Regions from separate parts of the Mus musculus genome. Here regions 1 and 2 are each linked to region 3. The links are chromatin contacts, called in public HiChIP or PLAC-seq maps. All regions are on one chromosome and are shown on one strand. The core of a region is the stretch at or near the end of the contact, and the rest is flanking DNA. Distances in the headings are between cores, read along the strand shown.

Evidence for each region. HiChIP or PLAC-seq counts read pairs in DNA pulled down with a chosen protein or histone mark.
Region 1: an H3K27ac HiChIP or PLAC-seq map of embryonic stem cells shows a contact between it and region 3, with 6 read pairs. The contact joins two enhancer-like sites. A contact is called at or near these places in 3 of 115 datasets of contacts at active chromatin or transcription factors (all in embryonic stem cells) and 4 of 9 other capture datasets (adipose tissue, embryonic stem cells, liver and 1 more).
Region 2: a contact with region 3 is called in an H3K4me3 HiChIP or PLAC-seq map of embryonic stem cells, with 3 times the contacts expected there. The contact joins the promoter of Fryl here to the enhancer-like site in region 3. A contact is called at or near these places in 8 of 115 datasets of contacts at active chromatin or transcription factors (the SCID.adh cell line, embryonic stem cells, forebrain and 2 more) and 4 of 9 other capture datasets (adipose tissue, embryonic stem cells, liver and 1 more).

What each region holds. Positions count from the first base shown.
Region 1 is chr5:73,209,233-73,212,722 of GRCm38.p6, reverse strand. All of the region lies in intron 2 of Fryl (FRY like transcription coactivator), which reads left to right. Among named protein-coding and RNA genes, the nearest start is that of Fryl, 46 kb to the left of the region's middle. Within about 2 kb of position 1,857, at least 72 of the 459 cell types and tissues checked have an H3K27ac peak or open chromatin away from gene starts, as enhancers often do. A contact at or near this core is called in embryonic stem cells, where this site is marked.
Region 2 is chr5:73,254,908-73,257,947 of GRCm38.p6, reverse strand. It overlaps Fryl (FRY like transcription coactivator), which reads left to right and starts at 1,330. Exons shown (of 63, transcript NM_028194.2): 1 at 1,330-1,548.
Region 3 is chr5:73,079,751-73,083,276 of GRCm38.p6, reverse strand. Fryl (FRY like transcription coactivator) reads left to right here. Exons shown (of 63, transcript NM_028194.2): 34 at 1-149; 35 at 340-480; 36 at 2,145-2,313. Among named protein-coding and RNA genes, the nearest start is that of Slc10a4, 75 kb to the right of the region's middle. Within about 2 kb of position 2,001, at least 9 of the 459 cell types and tissues checked have an H3K27ac peak or open chromatin away from gene starts, as enhancers often do. A contact at or near this core is called in embryonic stem cells, where this site is marked.

The sequences.
Region 1 (3,490 bases), core at 608-3,107, 130 kb before region 3:
TGTCCACCCCCTCTCCCCTTGTTGCTTAGAGGCTCACTCCTAACCGTTATTCCCCTAATCCGCTTACAATCCCCGTCAGTCAGATTGATTTATTTTTGACCTACATAACCCTGTTTTCCTTTGTTGCTACCGCCAACTCTAAGATTTTACCACAGTCTCAGCAGCCATGGGTTGATGTGGAGTCAGAAGAACTGCGTATTTCTCATTTCAGAACTGGTAAGAATTCTGGTGAGTCTCGTGGGGTTAGGAGGGGGTGCGTCCAGGGGAGTCTCTTTAAGAGGAGACAAATCTCAGGTGTAGTGCCGCAGGCACCTTGAGTAGAACCTTCCAGAAGTGACCTTATTCCACCGAAAAGCCTTACTTGCCTTTTGAAGCCATCTTTACATACACTTCAGCACACATTAAATAACGCCTGTCTCTCCACACAGCTTTGACAAAAGTGTGTGTGTATGGCAGGCAGTATCCGCGTTCTGGGGAAGCCAGAACACTAGGTGTTCAGTTTTCACGTGGCAGAGAGTGACCAATAAAGCCATAAGGACGGAGCGTATTGGCATGAACCTGTGCTTTTCCCGGCCCTAGGACGGCATCGGAAGGATCACCCTCCCGACTGATTTCTAGATTAACAGTGATCCTTTGCGTATTAGTAAGGCAGGTTTACTCGGCCCTCAAGCGGGATTTTGTTTGTATATCAGGGCCAGTCAGCAATGTTTCTTCTGTGACAAGATGGGACGGTTGCTCGTTAGTGATAGCCTGCAAAATGACTTTATTTTTTGTTTAAAAAGAAAAAACCCTTCTCGGTTTCTGCTCATTCACACCTTAGTCCTCTCCTTGTCTCCTTTCCCCCTCTTTCTTCTTCTGAATGAGTCTGCTGCTTTGACTGCATTGTCGTGTCTTAGTATTCCCTAACCGGGCCACTGATGACAGCTGTGTCTGATGAGGCCATTTTTCTGGACTCATAATGGAAATTTTTTTTGTTGAGGGGTGACGTTTGCTGATTTTCTTTTACGTAAGAGTTTTCAGATATTAACCTTTTCGTTGCTTTGGCCTACCTATTGAATTAAAGAACTGCTTTTTGTCTGTTAGTCTTTCTGGATGTAATGAAGGGGATGTGTGGTTATGAAAATTTTGGTTCCTTACCAGATGGGTTTATTTTTGGGATCTGAGATGTAGGAAAGCAGAAACCTTTTAAACCCTTTAAAAAAGCAAAAGGACATATTACAGTGTTTTAAACATTCTGACGTTAGCAGTAGTATCTTGCTTATATTAAGGTCAAACATTATAATGGAAGTTTTATAATGAACTTTGCTTAAGATGAAATTAGGATTTTTGAGACTTAGCTTCTGGGAATAGGATTTTAGAGTTTTCAAAAATGATTTTGAAACATTAGGTGTCCATAGGTAAGAAACAAATTCCCATGTGCTGCTGATCCCCACTAATATTGCTTATGGTTTAGAGTGATAAAGGAAGTTTTTCTTTAGAAAATGGCAAGTCTACAAAGCTGACAAATGCTGTGTAGCTCCTGGTTCGATGGGTTTGTAAAGGCTTCACGAGTAAGATCAACGAGATTGCACTCCAGGTAGGGCTTGTGTAACTGGCAGCCATGCCGAAGAAACCTGCCAAGGTGGGAGACATGAGTCAGGTCCTCCCTTGGCCCTCTCCAAGTCTCCTCTCTGCCCCCCATTTATAGAGCCACACCCGAATTAGTTTTTAGTACAATCACAGTGTGACTTCAGAAGCACGGCCTATTAAAAAGATGGCTTTTGTTTCTTGTTTTCCCAACAACCTCATTTACACATTGTAGAATGTTCTCCCACAGCGAGGTCTAGAAGGATGGTCTGAGAACCGGGTGAGTCATACACTCCAGGGCACACTCTGCAGGGAGACCCCAGTTCTAGTTTCACATTTGCCTGCCCTCCGTGTAGGGTGTGGCTTGATGGTCGGATGGGCTGCTCCCATGCTCTCCTCTGCTCCTGGCGCCCAGTTTCCAGAAGGCCTCAACAGCATTGCTTTACGGCTCACATTTCTCCAATACATCTTCCAGTTAATATTTAATTTTGCCTACTGATTCCAGGGTATGTCAAAATCCTCAGTGAGAAGAGCAACGTAAGCCCAGAAGTGAAGCTGGTCCAGAGACCACACTCGAGGCGTTTATTCAGATGACTGAATTTTAGGACACTGAGCCAAGGACCAAATAGTGTCTCAACACTGAGCGTGGAGTAAGGCAGAGGGGTCCACAGAAGATGACTCGAGTGGACAGGTTTTCATATAAGCCACAGCGACGACAGCTGATCCCTCCAGGGCTAGCCAGGCCCACCCTCCAAGGTGGACGCAGCCGACGTGTGGACAGTCACGGTGTTGAGGCTGTTAGTGGCCTTCTTCAGAAAGCATGTGCTGTAGACTGGAGCTCACATTTAAGAATCATGGCTGAAATGCCACGGCCGCTTCCCTTCATGACAACGTTGGTCCACCAGACTTGAATAATTAGATCTCAACAACAAGGATTGGATTTAGTCTGTGAAATATAAAGTCATCTCTGACTCGCCGGTCACAGCATGGGTTCTTTTAGTTTCTTTGGTTTTGAGAGTTCTGATCACACGAGAACGTATTGGGGTCACAGAATGTGATGTAAATCCACCCAGCAGCGTATTCTGTTAAGAGAGCCAGACGTTCAGTATTTCAGGGTCATTCACCAGTGTTCTTTCTCTCAGTTCCCCTGTCTGTAAAGTTGAACATGTGCAAAGGTTGTGGTTAGCTGGATTAAAATGAAGGCGTGCGTGTGGAGCGCCAGCCGCAGCTCGTCCCGCCTAGTGGGCTGTCGGTGACAGGTGCTGGTTTTCTTGTTGTGCTCTTAATTAGCTTGAATTTCTAGGGTGTCATTTCTTAGGGTGCAGTGAACCAACTCTGAATTCTCCACTCCTGTATTTGTAGCTTTCTTAGACCAAAGTTAGCCACCGTGAAGGGCGGAGTCGGAGGGGTGTTGCTGACTTCCATTCAGGGGTGGGGTGGGGGTTCTCCCAGTTACGGGTTGTGCTCTGTAAGAGGAGAATTCAGTTTTGTGGCATGTTTTTTTTTTTTTTTTTTTTTTTTCTCTATATGGTCAAATGTAGTGACCAAATCAACTCGGAATGTTTTGTTACTAACTTTGAAATTCGTTATTTTCTGTGTAGGGGATGTTGATCTGAATAAATTACTGATTATCTTTTACAAATTTCTAGGGAGGAACCGCTAATCTGTACTCAGCACAATCCTTTCTTTCATAAACGTGGGGAGGAGGCAGCAGCACACAGCCACTTCAGAGGGCAGAGCCAACAGTCGTTATGTAACCTGGGTACATGATAGCCTCTGGCTCTAGGTCCAGGCACCCTGGGGGGCTGTGCTGGGGAGACTTACAGTGAGGTGGTACTGTTTATTGAGCTTGACTATGTAACTTAAAAGGCCTTTAAAGAATCAGCCTCTTGGAGTGGGAGATGAATGTGGGAGGAGTTAAGGG
Region 2 (3,040 bases), core at 81-2,580, 180 kb before region 3:
AAAGCCTTATCTCTCAACTGTCTATGCTTATTTCCCTCTCTCTAAGCTGGTCTGGTCTAGGGCGGCATTGGGCACAGCCACTTTCTTGGCACTACTGGAGGTGACTGCTGCACCTGTAGGGATCCTCTGACGTCGTCAAAGGATCGTCAAAAGTATCAAAGACCATAGAAAATAGAGAGAACACTTAACCTGTTCCTTACTATTTCTTGGCGGGTCCGAAAGCCATAACCACACTCAGGTTTTTTGGAAATAACCTTCGTTTCCTATATCTGGGGTAGGAACCTGGTGCTAAGTTAATGCAGATCCCGAGGTTGTCGCAGGATTCCTCTCCTTTAATGAGCAGGGTTCTGCCACTCAGGTTTCTCCTGGCGAGACTTCTCCCTCTTCCTTTGGGTAGATGTGCTTTCCCCGGAAAGGTGCCACTGTCCTTCAAAGACTAGCCCTCTGGTGTCCACATTTGTAACAAGAGGAACTTTGAGAATATCAGCAAAGAGGAATATATGTTTAATCTTTCCAAACAATTTTTAAAAATAATAAAAAATAGCATAGTCCCGCGCAAATGCCAGTATGACACACAGGACGTGACCTAAACGGAACTTCTAATGGGAAGAACTTAACGCTTTTCTGAACGTCCTATTGCAAGATAAACAAGGAAACCCCTGGGTTTGAAGACACCTTCGTTAATTCTTCCGGGTGCGTAAAGCCAGGAAGTCAAGGATGTGAGCAGAGTAGACAGGGAGTGTGAACTTGATTAATTCTCAGGAGCCAGTATTAGGATTTCAGGTGTTCTCACTCCATTCACGAAATAGGATTGGGCTCTCAGGATCCCGCAGCTGCTGTGGTGTGCTTTTTATCTGAAGATTTTTGCATCCTTTCCACCTCTCTTTCCCGCCTTCCTCAGTATAGGTTGTTTGTGCTCGACCTCTACCAACATTTAAAGGTACAGAGGCTTTGAGGGTGCCAAAATAGGGAAGACTTTACGACTGTCTTTCAGCCGTCCAGGGAGAGTGATAAAAGGTAAGGGGCGTGCAGACTTGCCTTTTCTTACCCAATCAGGTGCACAGGAAGATGTCTTTCTACCAATAAAAATAAAGTTAGCTTTCCGGAGGCGGGAGGGTGAGCCGTGACTGCCAGTTCTCCAAAGCAACGTTGGAGGCGAGGACCGAGAGTGATTAGAGGTAGGTCCAACCCGGGGGAGGGGGCGGGGCGAAGGTGGGGAAACTCTGAGCGGCGGGGAGGCCGGCCAGTGGAGGGCGAGGACCGCTGTTCCTGGTGTAGTATCCTTCGCCAATCAGGAAGGCGAGTGGGTGGGCGGGGCAGAGAAGGGGTGGGCAGAGCTCGCAGCACTGCCGGGCGCCCGTCGGGCTCTGGGAGAGACAGAAATCCGGTTAAAATCAGAGTCGGAGGGAGGTTTAACCACGAATCGGTCCCGATCGGATTATTCCTTAAAGGGGACGCGCCATTGTCAAAGAGAACGGAGCCTGGGGCCCGAGGGCGGGGACCGGCGGCGCTGGAGGAACGAGGCAGCTGCACGGGACTGGGGACCTGGTAGGTGCTGTTTGGGGAAAGGCGCTTCATTTCACTTTCTCTTCCAGCGCGGGGGCAGGATCCGGGATGCCCGCCGACCGTCGGCCGTAGGATCCGGGATGCCCGCCGACCGTCGGCCGTGGGATCCCGGGTCCCCGGCCCTGGCCCGGCTGCCCTTCTTGCTGCGAGCCGCGAGGGAGGCGGACCGGGATGGGCGGCTGCGGCGCCGACTGGGGAGGCTCCTAACGGACGCGGGCGCGGTACTGAGCCGGGGTCAACCGAAAGCCCGTCGGAGCTGCGGCAGACCCGTGGGGGAGCACCGCGCGCCCCGCTCTGCTGCGCGCCTCCTTCCCGGCCCGTGCCCGGCTCTCCCCGCGCTCCCGGCTGCCCTGGTCGCGCGCCGTCGTCTCCACGCTCGCTCCGCTCTTCCCGCGCGCCCGGCTGCCCTGAGCGCGCTCCCTGCGCCGCTCGGCGCGCCGGCTTGGTTCGCACGCCGCGGGTTCACCGCGACCCGGGAACCGCCCGGCGAGGAAGCGGGCGGCGGGGCGGTGGCGGCAGGCGCTACTGCTGGGTTGATCATCCGACCCGGCTGAAGGTGCCGGCAGGCGGCCTCGGGAGGAGAGGCGGCGGGCTCGCGCTGCGCGCCGAGGTTGCCGGCCCGGCCGGGCATTGTCCGCGATCCTCCGCCGCGTCTCTCCGCCCACTGCTTGCGGTGCTGGGAGGGGTGCGGACCTGGGCGCAGAGCCCACTCCGCCTGAAGCGACGGCGCACCCCCGGACCCGCGCCTTTCCGGAGCCGGGGTCGGCCCGGCGGACGCCAAAGTCACCGCCCGCCGCCGGGCCTGTGCAGCCCGGGCCACCGGCTTCGCAGACACCGGCGCTGGCTCCTCGCGGTCCGGAGCTCAGCCGTGCAACTTTTCTTTGCCTTCTAATGGGAGTTGTTGCTTCCGGGCGGCAGGTTCTCCCGGCCCGGCCGAGCCTCGTTTCTTGCGTCTGCAGAGGCCGATATCTAAGGCGATCTGGGGCCTGAATGCTTTACTACTAGTCCAGCTTTGTTCCTCATTACCTACAATCGCTTTGCTTGTAGACTTTCGAGGATATAAGTCCCAGGTTGCTGTGTTAATAAAAGAATAAATAAACGGGTGGGGGAATGGCTGAGGGGCTAGAGCTTCAGACAGAACTAAATGTGCTTTAACCTTTGAACTAGGGAAAGTATTACCGGGACTCCACGACAGAAGCTCTTCGAGGAGGGTAGAAGGGTCTGTAGGATTGGGGGGGGGGGGGAACAATGAACAACTTTTGATGGAAATAAAAGTTGGTTTTATAAACTGCTGTTCCGCCTAGCAGGTGCCTTCCATAAAGTTGATCTCCCCTACTGAATGCAGGCATTGTAACTACTTGCAGGCAGGCACTCTTGCTATTGGTGAATCAAATAAGAGGTCTTTGCACTGTGAACATTCTGCCGGTGTTGAACTTGTCAATACTTGCAGCAGAAATCATAGCTAGAAACAACA
Region 3 (3,526 bases), core at 752-3,251:
CAGGGAGGCGGCAGGATGAAGATGAAGATGACTCCTTGAAAGACCGAGAGCTCATGGTGACCAGCAGGCGCTGGCTGAGAGGAGAAGGCTGGGGCTCCCCACAGGCCACCGCCATGGTGTTGAACAATCTCATGTACATGACAGCGAAGGTAACGGGGTCTGTGTTCATCATGACTGCACAGTTTGGAGGTTGGGAGGAGGAACCACGGTTAGAAACTGATGCTGAGACTGTCCTGGGACAGACAGACAAAACCTACAGTATAAACTCCATTCTTCCATTAATTCAAGCCAGAGAAGAGCAGGCGTCCCTGAAGTGTCTCTCTTATATGCTGTTTTCAGTACGGCGATGAGCTGGCCTGGTCGGAGGTGGAGAATGTGTGGACCACCCTTGCAGACGGCTGGCCAAAGAACCTGAAAATTATTTTGCACTTTCTGATCAGCATCTGCGGAGTGAATAGCGAACCAAGCCTCTTGCCTTACGTATGTATTCAAGTCCATTTTTTCCCCTTAAAAGTTACACATTTACTGAATTACCTGTCAGGGTATGGATTGATTGCCCCACAGAGGCAAATGAGAATGGGGGGAGGACAGCCAGGATCTTAGTGTGGACTTAGCCATTGACCCATTCTGTCACTGCCACTGCGTGCTGTCCCAAGCCAGGCACTCTATAAACACGGGCATTTCACTTCATGGATAACACAGGATTCATTCTCTGAAATGTCACCTAGAGTGATCAGCAACTTAATGCGTGCAGCTGTGATAAGGGCTGCAAAGGAAAGCTATGCTGAGAAGAATTATCTGAGAAACCCCCAGATAAAGGCTGGGGTTTGAGAGAGGAGTGATGGTCATGTAGAATCTACCAACTGAGGTTTGCCCAGGCTGTAGCCAGCAGCTTGATAAGAGCTCAGGGCCTGTGTCTTCAGAAAGGGAGGGGAAGTCTGGGGGATGGAAAAGGATGAGACATTAAATCCATTTGGTTAATTAAAGTAAAGCCATTAACTCCAGTTAAGACTGTAGAATATGACTCATGGGTTCAGAGCACCGTTTGCTCTTCGAAAGGACCTGGGTTCAGTTTCCAGCATGCACATGGTGGCTCATGACTGTCTATAACTCCATTTCCAGGGAATGCCGTGTACTCTTCTTGCCTCTTCAGCACCAGCCACACACACAGTACACAGGCATGCTTGCAGGCAACATAACCCATACATGTGAAGTGAAAAATAAAATTGCCGGGCATGGTGGCGCACGCCTTTAGTCCCAGCATTCGAGAGGCAGAGGCAGGTGGATTTCTGAGTTCAAGGCCAGCCTGGTCTACAAAGTTTGTTCCAGGACAGCCAGGGCTATACAGAGAAACCCTGTCTCCAAAAGAAAAAAAAATTGATACAAAAAAAATTATCCATCCACGTTAACAGAACAGTAGCAGCCATGAGGGCTGAAGTGAGTATCCAGATGTGCACACAGCGTGTGCAGCTCCCCAAAGCATACCCCACAGAAAGCCAGACCTTCAGGAGGCTGTCATGGAATTTCTGACTGACCCTCCCACAAACAGACTGTGGTGTGGCGTAGGCGACATAAGTAATGGATGGACAGACAGATAGCATGCTCTGGCCCAGGAGGTGGAGCCACTCTGGCTACTGCACAGCCACTGTTAGACTCAGTGGTAGGGGGCGGGGGTGAGAGCAAAAGATGAGAGAGGATATTGATCAGAGGACACCCCTACCCTCATGGCAGCCCAAAGCTTTCTCCATTAACCAAGAAATTTTAACAGGAAAGCTCCCCTCCCCCTTCCCTGCCCTACTCTTCTACAAAGACCTTAACTTTGATTTAAAAAACAAAAACAAAAAACAAATCTGTCTCGATGGGAACTGGAGAGATGGTTCAGCAACTAAGAGCAGTGGTTCACTAAGCCAAGGACCAGGTTCAATTCCCAGCCCCTACGTGTAGTACACAACCAACTGTAACTCCAATTCCAAGGGACCACCATGCGCTTGCTCTCCGGCCTCCTCCCGGTGGTGCAGTGTATGAACGTGATGCACCTAAGTCAACCGAAGCATGCACAGACCCAAAACAACCAAACATTTAAAACGTCCGCCCCTCCAGAAGAAGCCATGAGATCACAGGCTTCCTCCTTTTCTCCTGTGCAGGTGAAGAAAGTCATCGTCTACCTGGGTCGAGACAAAACCATGCAGCTGCTGGAAGAGCTGGTGAGCGAGCTGCAGCTCACGGACCCCGTCAGTTCCGGCGTCACGCACATGGATAACCCGCCCTACTACCGCATCACTTCCAGCTGTAAAATCCCTTCCGTCACCTCAGGTGAGCCCCGCCCACTGCTTTGGGGAAAGCGAGGCTCTGCCCTCATGCTCTTATCCACGGGGGTTCTTGTCATTAAATCCTATTACCAATGAAGAAAAATCGAACAGTGGGCACGTGTGGCGATTGATCTGAAATTTGGTAAATCTTCTGTGAGTGTACTATTACAGAGAAGAATGGTGGTTTTGTACTTTTTCAGGAATGGAGTATAATTTCCTAAAGAGTGATTTTTTTTTTTTTAATTCTGTTCTTTGTTTTGTTGGATGTGTGTCTTAGTCAGGGTTTCTATTCCTGCACAAACATCATGACCAAGAAACAAGTTGGGGAGGAAAGGGCTTATTCGGCTTACACTTCCATACTGCTGTTCATCACCAAGGAAGCCAGGACTGGAACTCAAGCGGGTCAGGAAGCAGGAGCTGATGCAGAGGCCATGGAGGGATGTTCTTTACTGGCTTGCCTCCTCTGGCTTGCTCAGCCTGCTCTCTTATAGAACCCAAGACTATCAGCCCAGAGATGGTCCCACCCACAAGGGGCCTTTCCCCCTTGATCACTAATTGAGGAAATGCCTTACAGTTGGATCTCATGGAGGCATCTCCTCAACTGAAGCTCCTTTCTCTGTGATAACTCCAGCTGTGTCAAGTTGACACAAAACTAGCCAGTACAGATGTGTTTTTAATGAATAGAGTCATCTTGTTTAATTTAGAAAAATGCTAACTTGCTGGAATTACCCGTGTGACCCCATGCCGTAGTTATTTGGATCTGTATTGTGCGTTGTGGACAGTAAAGTGAATGCAGATACCATTGGGTATGAATAGACACAGTCTGATGTTTTGATGAAGTATGGGAAGATGCTATGATTTTGTGAGTGTGTAGTACGGAGTCATGGAGGCAAGCTAGCAACATGCCCTCAGGTGATCTGAGTTGAAGCAGTTGCTCTCTGTGTGGACAGCTCCCAGTGATGAATAACGATGTGTCAGCATAGCTAGGCCAGTACGTCTCACCCTTCCTGATGTCACTACCCTTTAATATAGTGCCCCATGTGGTAACAAATTATTTTTGTTGCTGCTTCATAGCTGTAATTTTGCTACTCTTAGGAATCCTGTGGTAAATAGCTGGTAGGCAACCCTGTGTGTGTGGGGGGGGGGGGTCGCACTCCACAGGTTGAGAAACACTGGTCTAGACTGTTGTTAGTAAAGATTTGATTCTGTAATATTTG